Linked DNA regions of Gossypium hirsutum: region 1 is linked to region 2. A link is a contact called in public Hi-C data. All regions are on one chromosome and are shown on one strand. The core of a region is the stretch at or near the end of the contact, and the rest is flanking DNA. Distances in the headings are between cores, read along the strand shown. Region 1 holds the start of LOC107948132 (protein RGF1 INDUCIBLE TRANSCRIPTION FACTOR 1). Region 2 holds the start of LOC107931520 (vacuolar protein-sorting-associated protein 37 homolog 1).

Region 1 (6,023 bases), core at 319-2,818, 210 kb before region 2:
AATGTGCACCTTGCAACTATCAATAATTAACGTTTCTAAATCCTTGACATTATTGACCTTCTTTACAATATTTATATAGAAGAAATTGTTGTAAAATGGGACCCAATTCCCCAATTCCAAAAAGCCAAAACTCACTTGCCCTTTTGTTTTTATTACTGGGACTTCCTAACCAAATTAAAATACCCTAACATCTCCCTTTAGTTAGGAAAATTTTACAAATTAAAAACCCCAAAATAAGTGTAATGTACCCTCTCTTTTGAAAAAAAAAACAAAAGGAAAATATAAGGTTAAGTAATTAAAGGAATATTTGGTATATATAAAATAGTTGATAGTAGTTGGGTTCTAGGACCCAAACGGTGCTCGGTGAGGAATTCCTTTTCTTCGCCTTGCATTTGAAGGAGGTGGGGGAGGCGTCGAAGGGTTAATGTCTCGTTGTGACCCTTCACGCATTTCTTCTTCTTCTTCTTCCTTCGATATTATTATGCCTTCTTCTTCTATGTTAAAACTTGCATTCCCAATATTCCTCTTTATTCCTACAAGCTGCTAAGTTAATATTACGAATGAGATTAAAAACCCATTGTGTTGTTTACTCAATCCAAGCATCTATAGTGAGAAATTGATAATGATGATCGATGTGGTGTGTGGTAGCTGTGATGGTAATGTCTATATATATGCATGTAATGAGGGATATATGTTGATGATAATGCGATGCAAAATGGAGAAGATTAAGGGGGATTAATTTATGCTAACCTTACAACCCAATGAGCAAAAACGAAAAGGGTCCAAGAGTGTTCTTCCACAGATTTCACATAAATGAGAAACTCCTAATTTCCCAGATTTTGGTTGAGGCCTTTCATTCAAGAATAGAACCCTGGCACTATTTATCACATAAGTTTGTACCCCACTTATATCCAACACTTTCTGAACCTCTGTAACCCTCACTACATCATGATATGATGATCTCCTTATCTGACAAAACACAAACTAGTTCGTGTTCAGAACATGGTTCTTTTTTATGTTTTATTTTTACATCATGGAAATGAGATACCAAATTTGGAGCATTACCTGAATTACTTGATGATCTTTGTGTTTAGAAGAACGGCAATAAAAGCAAAATGAATCTCCTTTACAGTCTAAACAATACATGTTGCATTCACTCCTACCTGCATCTCCATGACTTCTGCATACTGTGAAAAAGGCAGTACTTAGCAATGACTCTAGCCATGGCGGCACCAGCATTGTAGCCATAGCAATGGCAATGGCAATGGCAATGATCAGCAATGGGGGTGTAGCCAAAGGATCAAAATGCAAAGCATAAAAAGAGAAAGAAAGAGAAAAAAAGGGGTAACAAGAAATCGCAACTTAGAAATCAACCAACAAAAACAACGCCTAGACTAAGGGACAAAGCTGATAAACAAATGCAGCAAAGGGGTCGACGGATGGGATCGACGGTGGAGGCTGAAGTTTTTGGACAGCCGTTGGATGGAATAGACAAGGATGGCTTTGGCGCTTACGCTACTTTTGGTTCTTCTTTTGCGTCTCTACGTAGGCACAAGGTCGGCCCCCCCTTAGCTACGCAACTGAAGCTTCAATGAAATAGCTGTTCACACAATTTGATCACCACCTAACTTTCCGCCACATGGGCAGTCCTCCACGTGGCTTAATCACCATGGTCTGCTTTAAATAAAGGGTCCCACTGTTTTAGATTCTTTTTTATTTTTCATTATATGCTTTTAAAAATAATTTCTTTTAACAGAAAAAATGGCGAAATGATGGTCTTTTCACAGAGTTCCCTCGAAACGGCACGCTATGGCAAAGGATTTGGAAATTAAGAAAAGGATTTTTATATTATTATTATTAACTAATTACGTTTTATTGTATTAATTAATTACATCATAAATAAAACAATAACTACGGAATTATAACACAATAATATATTTTATGCTATTAATAATACTCATAAATGAAGTGATACTGCCAAAATTTTACATTTTTTGATAATAACATTGAGGGTTGATGTTTATAGATTTTTAAAAATAATATATCTAGGTTTTCAAATTAAAATGTGTGGGAAGAGTCAATTTTAATTTGACAACAAATCCACATGATGAACCTCTCATAAAGGGAAGGAGACATGAGTCACGAAAGGGGCACATCAATCAAAGAATAAATTGAAAATATAACTTAGTTTTTCATATGATTTTATAGTAATTGAGATTTATCTACTTATGAAACAACACTACACTAGATAATTTCTCGCTTTTATATCCACAAACCATATTTACTAAGAATTAATTTAGGCAGCAAGTTAAATCAAATCAAATTTTGGGAGTAAATAAATACTTTAAAAGCTTAATGTATAACTTCTTCTTAGAGTATTGGGGGAAAATAAAATACACAGCTGTTTTATATTAATATAATAAATAGTTGTAGGGTTGCCAGCTCCACATTGCTTTTGGGTGGGTTCCAGCAGTGCACTGCATAAGGAAAATGTCTTGAGAATTTTTTTGAAATTAAATTTTTTAAAACATGGTTTAGCTTAAAAAAGATATTGATAATCCTAAAAGTTAAGATGTAATGCTAATCACATCAGAATCTTATTTTTTAGCATAACAACTTTAAGTTTTAATTTTATTAATAACTATGAGATTCTAGGGATATCATTCAATTTTTGCCCTCATTGTTTTCTTTTATAAATAAATAATAATAATATTCATGTGAGCAATCATGAACCAAAAGTATGTGCATTCCATTAAAGAGGGGTTTGCTGTATAATAACATTTTGCTGGAAAAAAAAAAGCAAAGAAAAAAAATTATAGAGAACATTAAATTATATCACACCCATGTGATTGAAAAAAAAAGTTTAATATTAAAAGTATATTTATAAAAGGTTTATTAACAATTGAGGTAGTAAAGTATTTATGATTAAGCGCTCATTAATTTCATGTTTAATCTTTAAATATTTAATATTTAATTATTTTATTTAAACATTTTATACAAGAATACTAAAAGATAATAATATTATTATTCAAAAATAATTCAAAAATTTGGAGTATTATTTTACCCAAGCTAACAACCTTACCCTATCCACCCAAATCTATATCTATCTTAAGGTTAGCTTAGCAATGCTTCTAAGATGCACAAAAAACACTTTTGAGATAAAAACATTATTAAACAAGATGTCGTTGAGAGAAAAAAACTGCTTTTCAAATGCCAAAAATTGGCCAAACCCAAAAGCAGAAAATTTGATCTTCATCTCAAAAGTGTTTTTTGTCCCAAAAATACTTCTTAGAAGCATTACTAAACTAGCCCTTACTCATGTGTACTAATATTCTTTTTCGAAATAATAAAGTCATAGACATTTTGGGGAACAAAATCCCAATTGAAATGGTATGTTTTAGATAAGACTACCCGAGATAGGAGATGAACCGCCTAATTAGAATCTCGATTGGTCCAAAGAAAGGACAAGTGTTAAAAAGAATATTTCAACATAAAACAATCCTAAATCACAGAACCAAACTTCGACTGATCACAAGGAGATGAAGATTAAGTAAGAATGACCACTCTATCCAAATTTAAAGATTTCAACCAAGATAAAGCCTCTTAGATCACCATGCCTTCCACCATATGTGGCTCCATTTTTGTGTGACTGAAGCTCGTATAACCCTTTACGAAATTGCCAGTTTTATCTCGAAGAACTACAACATAAGTAGTTGCATTATCATTGATGCTAACAGATGCATTAGTATTACACTTAACCCAGCCATTATCTAGCCTAATCCATCTATTCAAAGCTCCTCTCAACACATTCCAATGTTTTTGAACACGATTGAATGCCAATCGAGAGTCCTTCTAATCTTGCAAATATTTGTTTGCAAACTCGATAATACTAGCAGGGGCAACATCTGAATCTTGCCAAACATAGAGGTTTCTATGAAATCAAACACTCCAAGTGACCATTATAAACCTCCATTTCTTATCAACATCATTAATAGACAAATAAAAAGAAAAATCGTAAGCGTTGAATCTTGAGTCATAATCAACCTAAGAGTTTTCCATATAATAGCAGTAATAGTAACACGGAAATAAAGCATGAATTACATATTCCACAGTTCCAAATCTTGATCAATTAGGATCTAAATTGCAACCTTCTTCAGTAATATACTTTTGACAGGGATATAATTGCAAAAATATCTCCAAAAAAATAACTTAACTTTAGGTGGAAAAGAACTGATACATATTTTGTGCCAACTAAAGTTAATAGTAAATTGGGATATACTTGTATACATTTGGAACACAAGCTTATAACTAGACTTTCATCATACAACCCTTGCCAATTATGATGCCAAATAAGAGAATCATGTGGCTTGTGAATGCTCAAAGGGATTTTTGTGATTCTAGGGACACCGACTGGTGATAAGCTATCTATATTAAGAATATAATTTACTTTTAAATGCTCCATCCTTGATAAAGGCTCATATTTGACATAGAATTTGTTATTATCTGGTAACCATGGGTACCCAGATACTGAAATATCTGCTCCATCTCTCAATATCCATCAAAGATCTGTAGAGAAATAATTCTAGGCTACAAAGATACTCTTCCAAATAAAAGACAAATTCTGTCCTTGTAACACCCCTAACCCGTATCCATCATCAGAATAGGGTTACAAAGCATTACCAAAGTTTACAGAATAATTAAGGATATTTCACATCATTTATTATTCATGCCCTATACTAATCATATTGTCCCTTGAAAAGGCCCTCGAGGCCCAAACTAAACATTAGAATAAAATCGAGACTTAATTAGGATTTTAGAAAAAAATTTCATGAAATTTCAAAATTTTTCCTAGATGTAGGGCTCACACTGTAACATCCCTAACCCATATTCAACGTCGGAATAAGGTTACGATGTATTACTAGAAATCACACACAATTCACATACATTCATATATTCATAACCAAAATCTATTCATATCAATCACATTGTCCCTTGTAAGGTCCTACAAGACCTTAAAACATGCTTAGAAGTGGTTCGGACTAAATCAATAACATTCAAAAACTTTGGGAAACATAGAAAATTTTCAAACATATAAGGGTCACACGCCCGTGTGAACAGGCCATGTGCCTCACACTACTACCAGACACACCCTGTCATAGACCGTGTGAAAACAGGGCATACATACTGACTTGCACCACACAGTCGAGGACACAACACGGCTGAGGACGCGCCCATGTGCCATGGCCGTGGGAAAATTAGGGAGGTTACTGACTTGGGTCACATGGCTGACCATACGCCCATGTGCCAGCCCATGTACCACACACGGCCAATAGACACACCCGTGTGTCTAGGCCGTGCCAAACCTATAGGGTATACTGACTTTAATTCGAAGGGTACCCCAGGGGACACACGACCGTGTAACATGACTGTGTGTCACACACGGCTGAGACACACACCCGTGTCTCTACCTGTGTAGACAAAAATAGGCCATTTGCAAAGCCAACTTGCCACCCTAACCACAAGCATACATAGCAACCAAATAGCACCATTTCAATACATCTTTAAGTGACCAAAAACCTACTAATTCATACACATATCATGCCATCTATTCACAACCATTTCCACTACTCAATTCCACAACCAAAACATACCATTTCACTATACCAAAAACATCAACCATACATAACTACTAAATGCATTTATCCATCAACTTATTACCTATTTCATATTTCAACATATACCATAAGGTCATCTCAATCAAACCACAATATGATAGCTTTCAAGCCTAAGCACATCAATTAACATCTAATCAAAATAACCAACACATAATCACACCAAATAAGCCAACATATAAGGTATTATATACATCATATAATTAACTTATCAAACACATAACTTAAGCCAACTTAAATGGCCAAATTCACTCCAACATTTACAAGCCAAATCACATGGTTAATATCACAGCTCAAAACATATCAAGATGACTCTAGTCTATACATTCCATATACCATATATACAAAACT
Region 2 (6,212 bases), core at 1,694-4,193:
ACTTCAGGTGCATCCAACCATAATGAGCTTTAGATAGAATTGTCATATTCTATTGCCCATAAGTAGATCTTTCACAGTCAAATATTTTGCTTTCAATCCCTTAATGGGGATGATAACAAAAGAAGATCGCAAAAATAGTTACAGTTTGTCGAAACCATTTTTTAATTTTGAAAAACGGAGGTCGACTTTAAAACGAAAATGGAGTCACCACCAATCCTTTTTGTTTAGGTGTGATCGGGTCACCTTGTGACCAATCCTCAGCTCCTTTTTGCTTAATCCGGGCCACGACTTATTACTCACTTATCCTCGCGATGCTTGTTAGCTCCTCTAAAAAATTCAGGACGTGACTACTCTCGAATAATCTTTATTGACTTGAATCCTCAGGTAAAGTCTTGTTTTCCTCCACGAACTATTAGCCTTATTCGGCTGTGTTTACTTAGACTATATTCAGACAACCGTATTATAATCCACTTTATCAAGAAATTCGTTTTCTCATGACAAACTGTTCTATTTAGCAATCAAATATGAATCAAACACCTCATTTCTATGATGATGTAATACAATGCAGTCATAAACAAAACAAAACATGTTCGCATAGGAGGAAAAAACAATATAGGACACCTACTTGGGTAACCGCTAGGGTTTGGAGTGGCTCTACCTAGGGTTGGGCTCTTAAGGCTCGCTATATGCAGTTTGGTTCTAAAGTAGAGGTACCCAAACAAGCAGATTCCTCGATCCTCACCCATTATAGGCTCATGTGGACCAAGTTCAGTTCAAGGGAATACATTTCCCTATGGCTGCACGGAGGTGAAAACCTCACGAAGACATAGGTATGGACGTATCCCGAAAGCGATCCACTATCCTGCACGGAGGTGAAAACCTCACGAAGGAAATAGTTTCTCACTCTCACTTAAAAGGTGTGACCATAACAGTCATGCAACATCATGCAGGAATATCCTATATGTCTCTAATCGCAACAAACATATAACATAACACTAACAAATGCAACAAAAGAAGCAGGATTTTTTTTAAATTAAATTTTTTATTTTTTGAAAAAAGGACAAAAAATAATAAATTTTACGGTTTGACTCTCTTATTCATCCCCAGTGGAGTTGCCAAGCTGTCGAAACTATTTTTTTATTTTGAAAAACGAATGTCGACTTTAAAATGAAAATGGAGTCGCCACCAGTCCTTTTTGTTTAGGTGTGATCAGGTCACTTTGTGATCAATCATTTTAATAAAGCATTTCGGTTTATTAAAACAATTAACGTCCTAATGTTGAAAATTTGAAAAAGATTTTAAAATACAATTCCTTTAAAACGTTTGGATAACTAGAATTAGATATTGAGATTCTCTCGCTTAGAAGGAATAAAATATCATATCCAGCACGATAGGACACAATATTTCAAACCCTCGATACAAGATCATCTTATAATTTCCAAAACTCATGCATTTGAAATTTCAAAAGGATATTTGGCTATCTGGTCAAACGATAAGTCGAAACCCAGCACGATTGGGCATGATTTCTCGAATTTTCAAACACAAAATATTGCCTCATTTTAAGAAAACATGGATGAAATTTCAAAAGGATATTCAGTTATTCGGTTGAACAAAAAATCGAAACCCAGCAAGGTATGGCACGATTTCTCGAACTCCCAAACACGAAATATTGCCTTATTTTGAAAAACTTTCAAATAATCAATTTAAAAACTGGCTCCAAATGGTTAAGAATAGGAATGAGCCGACCAATACCAATTAAAACGTTGGAATTTGAGTCCTGATGCTATGATATAAAAAAACAAAGTTACAAACATGGAATACAGATTAAATATTATAAAATTAAATAACCGTAATATGAAATTTGAAAGGAACGAGTTTGGGTGCATACGATGGCGACATATCATACATCATACAAATGCCGACATTAATATTCGAAGGCTAATGAATTAAAAGTAAATTTTAATGAAATATCAAGCTTAAATAACATGCAACAAGCCTTAAAATAAATAAACAAATGAATGATATACAAGAAATGAAATTTGGAATCATCAATATGCAAACAAACAATTATATATAAAAATCTTGAAGTAAGTAATATATATGAAAGTTTGAAATAGATAAAAAATAAACATAAATAATATATGAAATAGTAACATATAAACAAAATCTCAAAATAAATAATAAAAAAATAGTAAGTGATATATGCAACAATATATGTTAATCTAAATAAATGATATACATGAAATAAAAAAAATTCAGTGTAAATAAAGTATATATATAAATACTAATATATGAAAGTTTTTAAAATAAATGAAATATATAATTTATGATAGGGTCCTTTAAAGAAAGAAATTATATATATAAATAGATTTAAAGGAAGATATATATACATATATATATACACGTAAATACATTTAAAAGAAAATATTTACATAAAATAATATGAAATCAATAATATATATTTTGAATAAAAAATAATTATGTAAATGTATGTATAATAGCATTAAATTAAATGTCATGTAAATCTTTAAAACATAGAAGAATATAAAGGAAGATTTAAAAAAATAGTAAAATAAAACAATTGAAAAAAAAACGAAAATGAATGTATAAAATGACAAACTAGAACAGTGCAAAATCAAGAAGACAATTCAAGATGATATGTTAAAACAATCTCTAAAGGATGAATAATAAATAAATTTTAAAAATAAAAGGAGTAAAAAACACAAGCTGATGATAAAAAAAACAAAAAAAAACCAATTGAAATAAAAATAAAATTAAAAGGACAATTTACAAATAAACAAAAGTAATAAAACAGAATTAAGGATTTTAACATAACGCATACAAACAAAAAGGAATTAAAAGCACAATTAACCCAGATTCTTGAACGCAGCGCTTCAACGTTGACCAAACTGTAACGGTGCATAAATCCCAGGGAAGATTTGAAAAAACGAAAGTCATACAAAAATGGCCTAATCAAATGAGGACACAAAAACGAGGAACCAGTTGTGAAATTTACCCATTTAGGGTGAAAATGCACAAATTCACCCATTTAGAGCGCCGTTTGATTTGTTTCTTTTTTAACCAAAAAAAAAATCATTAAAACTCATTTACTGCTTAAAAACAAAGGATATTCCATCTTTGAACCACCCCTTGTTCTTCGACAGATCAAAGAGAAGCAGCTCAACCGCCATTTTGAGCCAAGCTTCGATTTTAGAGAGGGCTTCTCCGGGCCACGTCGGTGGGTTCAGGTAAGATCTTTCTCCTTTTCCTTTTTTATATTTTCGTATGTATGGAAAGAAATAAAAAAACGAAAAGAATGAAATTTTATGTATCTTTTGTATTTCGTCTCCCCTTTTACAATGATTTTGTTTCGGCCTTTATAGCTGAAAAGGAAAAAAAACAAAACAACTTACTCCTATTTCGTTGCACTTTCTGGTACTGCTTCCTATTTTTTCGTAGGTATGGAGGCGCGAGCGTAACACCTACATGGAGCGAACGTGGAGGCGCGAAATGCGGGTGTGGTGTGAGGGTGGAGGCGGCGCCGGCCAAAGGGAGTGCCTAAGTGCTAGGGTTTGCTGTTTCTGGAAAAAAACTTTGGGCCATAGTATTGGGCTTAAGGTTTTGGGTTAGTTTGGGGTTTGTATTGGGTTTGTTATTTAGTGACTTGGGTCGGGTAATTTTGGCTCATTACAAAGTTAATTCAATTTAATAACAAGAGTAATCAATAACTCAATCCTCCATTGATTCATATAAAATATAATATTTTTCTTATTCACAATTTCAATATGATATCCATAATAGTGAATATATTTGAAAACTAATGGATTAATCATCACAAATTTTGTACTTTTTCAATATTGATATATTAGCTTTTCTAAAGCTTTCAACTAATTTTGTATTATCAAATATTGTAATAATATTTGTTTGTTTCAGTACTGAATAAGATAAATATTTTCTATCTGTAATGATAGAATTCATTACTACATTCTCATATATTTCTTCGAAGAATATTAACAGAAACAAAATATTTGAGCATACAATAAAAATTATATTCACTTTTAATATTAATATAAAACTTAAAAGATAAGTATTTTAAAAAAAAATTAATTGTATTATGTATATAAGCATTCTAAAAAAATTTTTAATTTCCTTTCAAAAATTTTATTTTTATTTAATAAATTATTCTCATTAAATTCACATTCGCATAAAACATAAATTAATTTAAAATTTCAAAAGAACTTCTATAAGTAAAAGAATCATGGAATTTATTTAACTACAAAAAATAATATAAGAGTTAAATTAAACAATAAGGAACTTTTTTAATATATTAGTCAAATTATACATTAATGAAATCAGAAGATGATGATCCGATCCCATTAAAGCTTAAAAGAAAGTTTCTTTTTCTGAATTTTCCAATTTTTTTTTAAAAGATGTAATAGGTTATTGTAATTTTTATAAATTTAAAATTTAATCATTTTAAGTTTTTTTATTTTATTTTTTTATATTTTTGAATTTACATCTAGTTATTAATACTGTTATTTTTTTTGTTAGTATAAAAAATATAGTGTTAACAATTCGACCTGAATTTTAAAATTTTAAAATTAAATAGATTAAATTTTTAAAATTAAGAACTCATATGATGACCTAATGATTAAAGGTGCTATTGTCTCAATGTGACTTGAGTTCAAACCGTACTAATCGTGTTCGTTGTTCTGTTATTAATTTTCAAAAAAAAAGTTTTCTAAATATAAATTTTAAATTTATAACATATTTTAAGATTAATTGTTTTTCAACAAGTTTCTTCTACTCAGATGCTTCATCGTCGGTGTCCAAAACCAATAATAACCCACCAAATGTACCTAAAACTTTTTTTTTTTTTAAGAACTAAAAAAACTTTTGTCTCGTTGATTTTAGACCTCCTTAAATATAATCTCTTAGACTCAGTTTCTTTTTAATTAAAAATCCGAAATAATATTTTCTTACTCTGTAAGGAACAAATAATCTTTTCTTCGTCTACGACTCTAACGCTGTTTTTCATTTTTTTTTTGGTTTCTATTTATTGGGTTGATTGATTATCCAACGATCAACAAGCCACCCGCTTGCGAGCTATGTTCAGGTTCTGGTATGTTTTCTTTGTTACCTCTTTAATCTCTCTTGATTTATTTGGATTATTGGATTCTATTATTTCGTTTTTTTTCCGATTCAGCCTTATTTTGAGGGGGGGGGGTTTCTTATATAAATTGCCTGCGAATTTGACTAATTTCACTTGGATTTGTGACTTCGATCGAACTTTCTTCAGAATTTCTTTTTATTAATATAATTGTGGGTTTGCTGGATTTTGGGAAATTTGTTTCCTATTAATTCTTTTTTCTTTGGAATTTTAATGTGTATTGTATTTTTAGAATCACCGTTTCCTTCCTTTTGGGCGTATTAAGAGGCTGTTCGATCATCAAAGAAACTAAAATTTGTGCTAAAGGAAAGCTGGGTTATTATATTTTTTTTAAAGTGATAAACATGTTTCAGAAACTGCAGCTAAACCAAAAGTGTCCGCTCTTCTTCCTCCTTTTGGCTGTTGTATGAAATAGAATAAATGTGGGATTTAGTCGGTAATATCTATTTTCATGAAGTTGGATTTCAGATGAGCACATCTTAATTGCTCATCATGGTAGGGCAAGTCTAAAGTGTAGACATGTTTCATGATGCTGGTTTTACATAGAGCATCTCTTAATTGCTCATCATGTTAGGGCAAGTCTAAATTGTGGACATGTTTCATGAAGTTGGGTTTACATAGAGCATCTCTTAATTGCTCATCATGTGAGGGCAACTGTGGACATGCTTCATGCGTTTTTGGTGCTATTACTCTGTCGTTTTAATATGCTCCGGCAGTATATGCGCCTTATGTTGGATTATCTCAATAGGGGTAACTCTGTCAAATGGTCAATAAATTGTATCATTGTTTAATACCATTCCTACTACTACTACTCAAAATCCCAAACCCTTAAATCAGAGGAAAATACAATCTTAAGTGCACTTGGACCAACGTTTTTCGAATTGCTGCAATAGCAACAATGTCAAATGAGAAAATGGCATTTCTAAATGCTGTGAAGCCACTAAAGTTGTGTTGTAGTTGTACTTGTGCAGTAATGATCAAAAGTTAAAACTTGATAGCGATATTTCTAACTTCAGCTGGAGTTTTTTATTTTTTTCACTCA

What was found. A called contact is a pair of places that touch in the nucleus more often than the background predicts.
Region 1: a Hi-C map of hypocotyl shows a contact between it and region 2, with 2.0 times the contacts expected there. The contact joins the promoter of LOC107948132 here to the promoter of LOC107931520 in region 2. A contact is called at or near these places in 4 of 34 Hi-C or Micro-C datasets (anther, hypocotyl and leaf).

The regions. Positions count from the first base shown.
Region 1 is chrA04:63,348,264-63,354,286 of Gossypium_hirsutum_v2.1, reverse strand. It overlaps LOC107948132 (protein RGF1 INDUCIBLE TRANSCRIPTION FACTOR 1), which reads right to left and starts at 1,568. Exons shown (of 3, transcript XM_016882599.2): 1 at 1,066-1,568; 2 at 751-969; 3 at 1-540. The coding sequence starts at 1,248. The coding sequence ends at 343.
Region 2 is chrA04:63,142,806-63,149,017 of Gossypium_hirsutum_v2.1, reverse strand. LOC107931520 (vacuolar protein-sorting-associated protein 37 homolog 1) reads left to right here and starts at 2,943. Exons shown (of 8, transcript XM_016863430.2): 1 at 2,943-3,248; 2 at 3,460-5,122. The coding sequence starts at 5,109.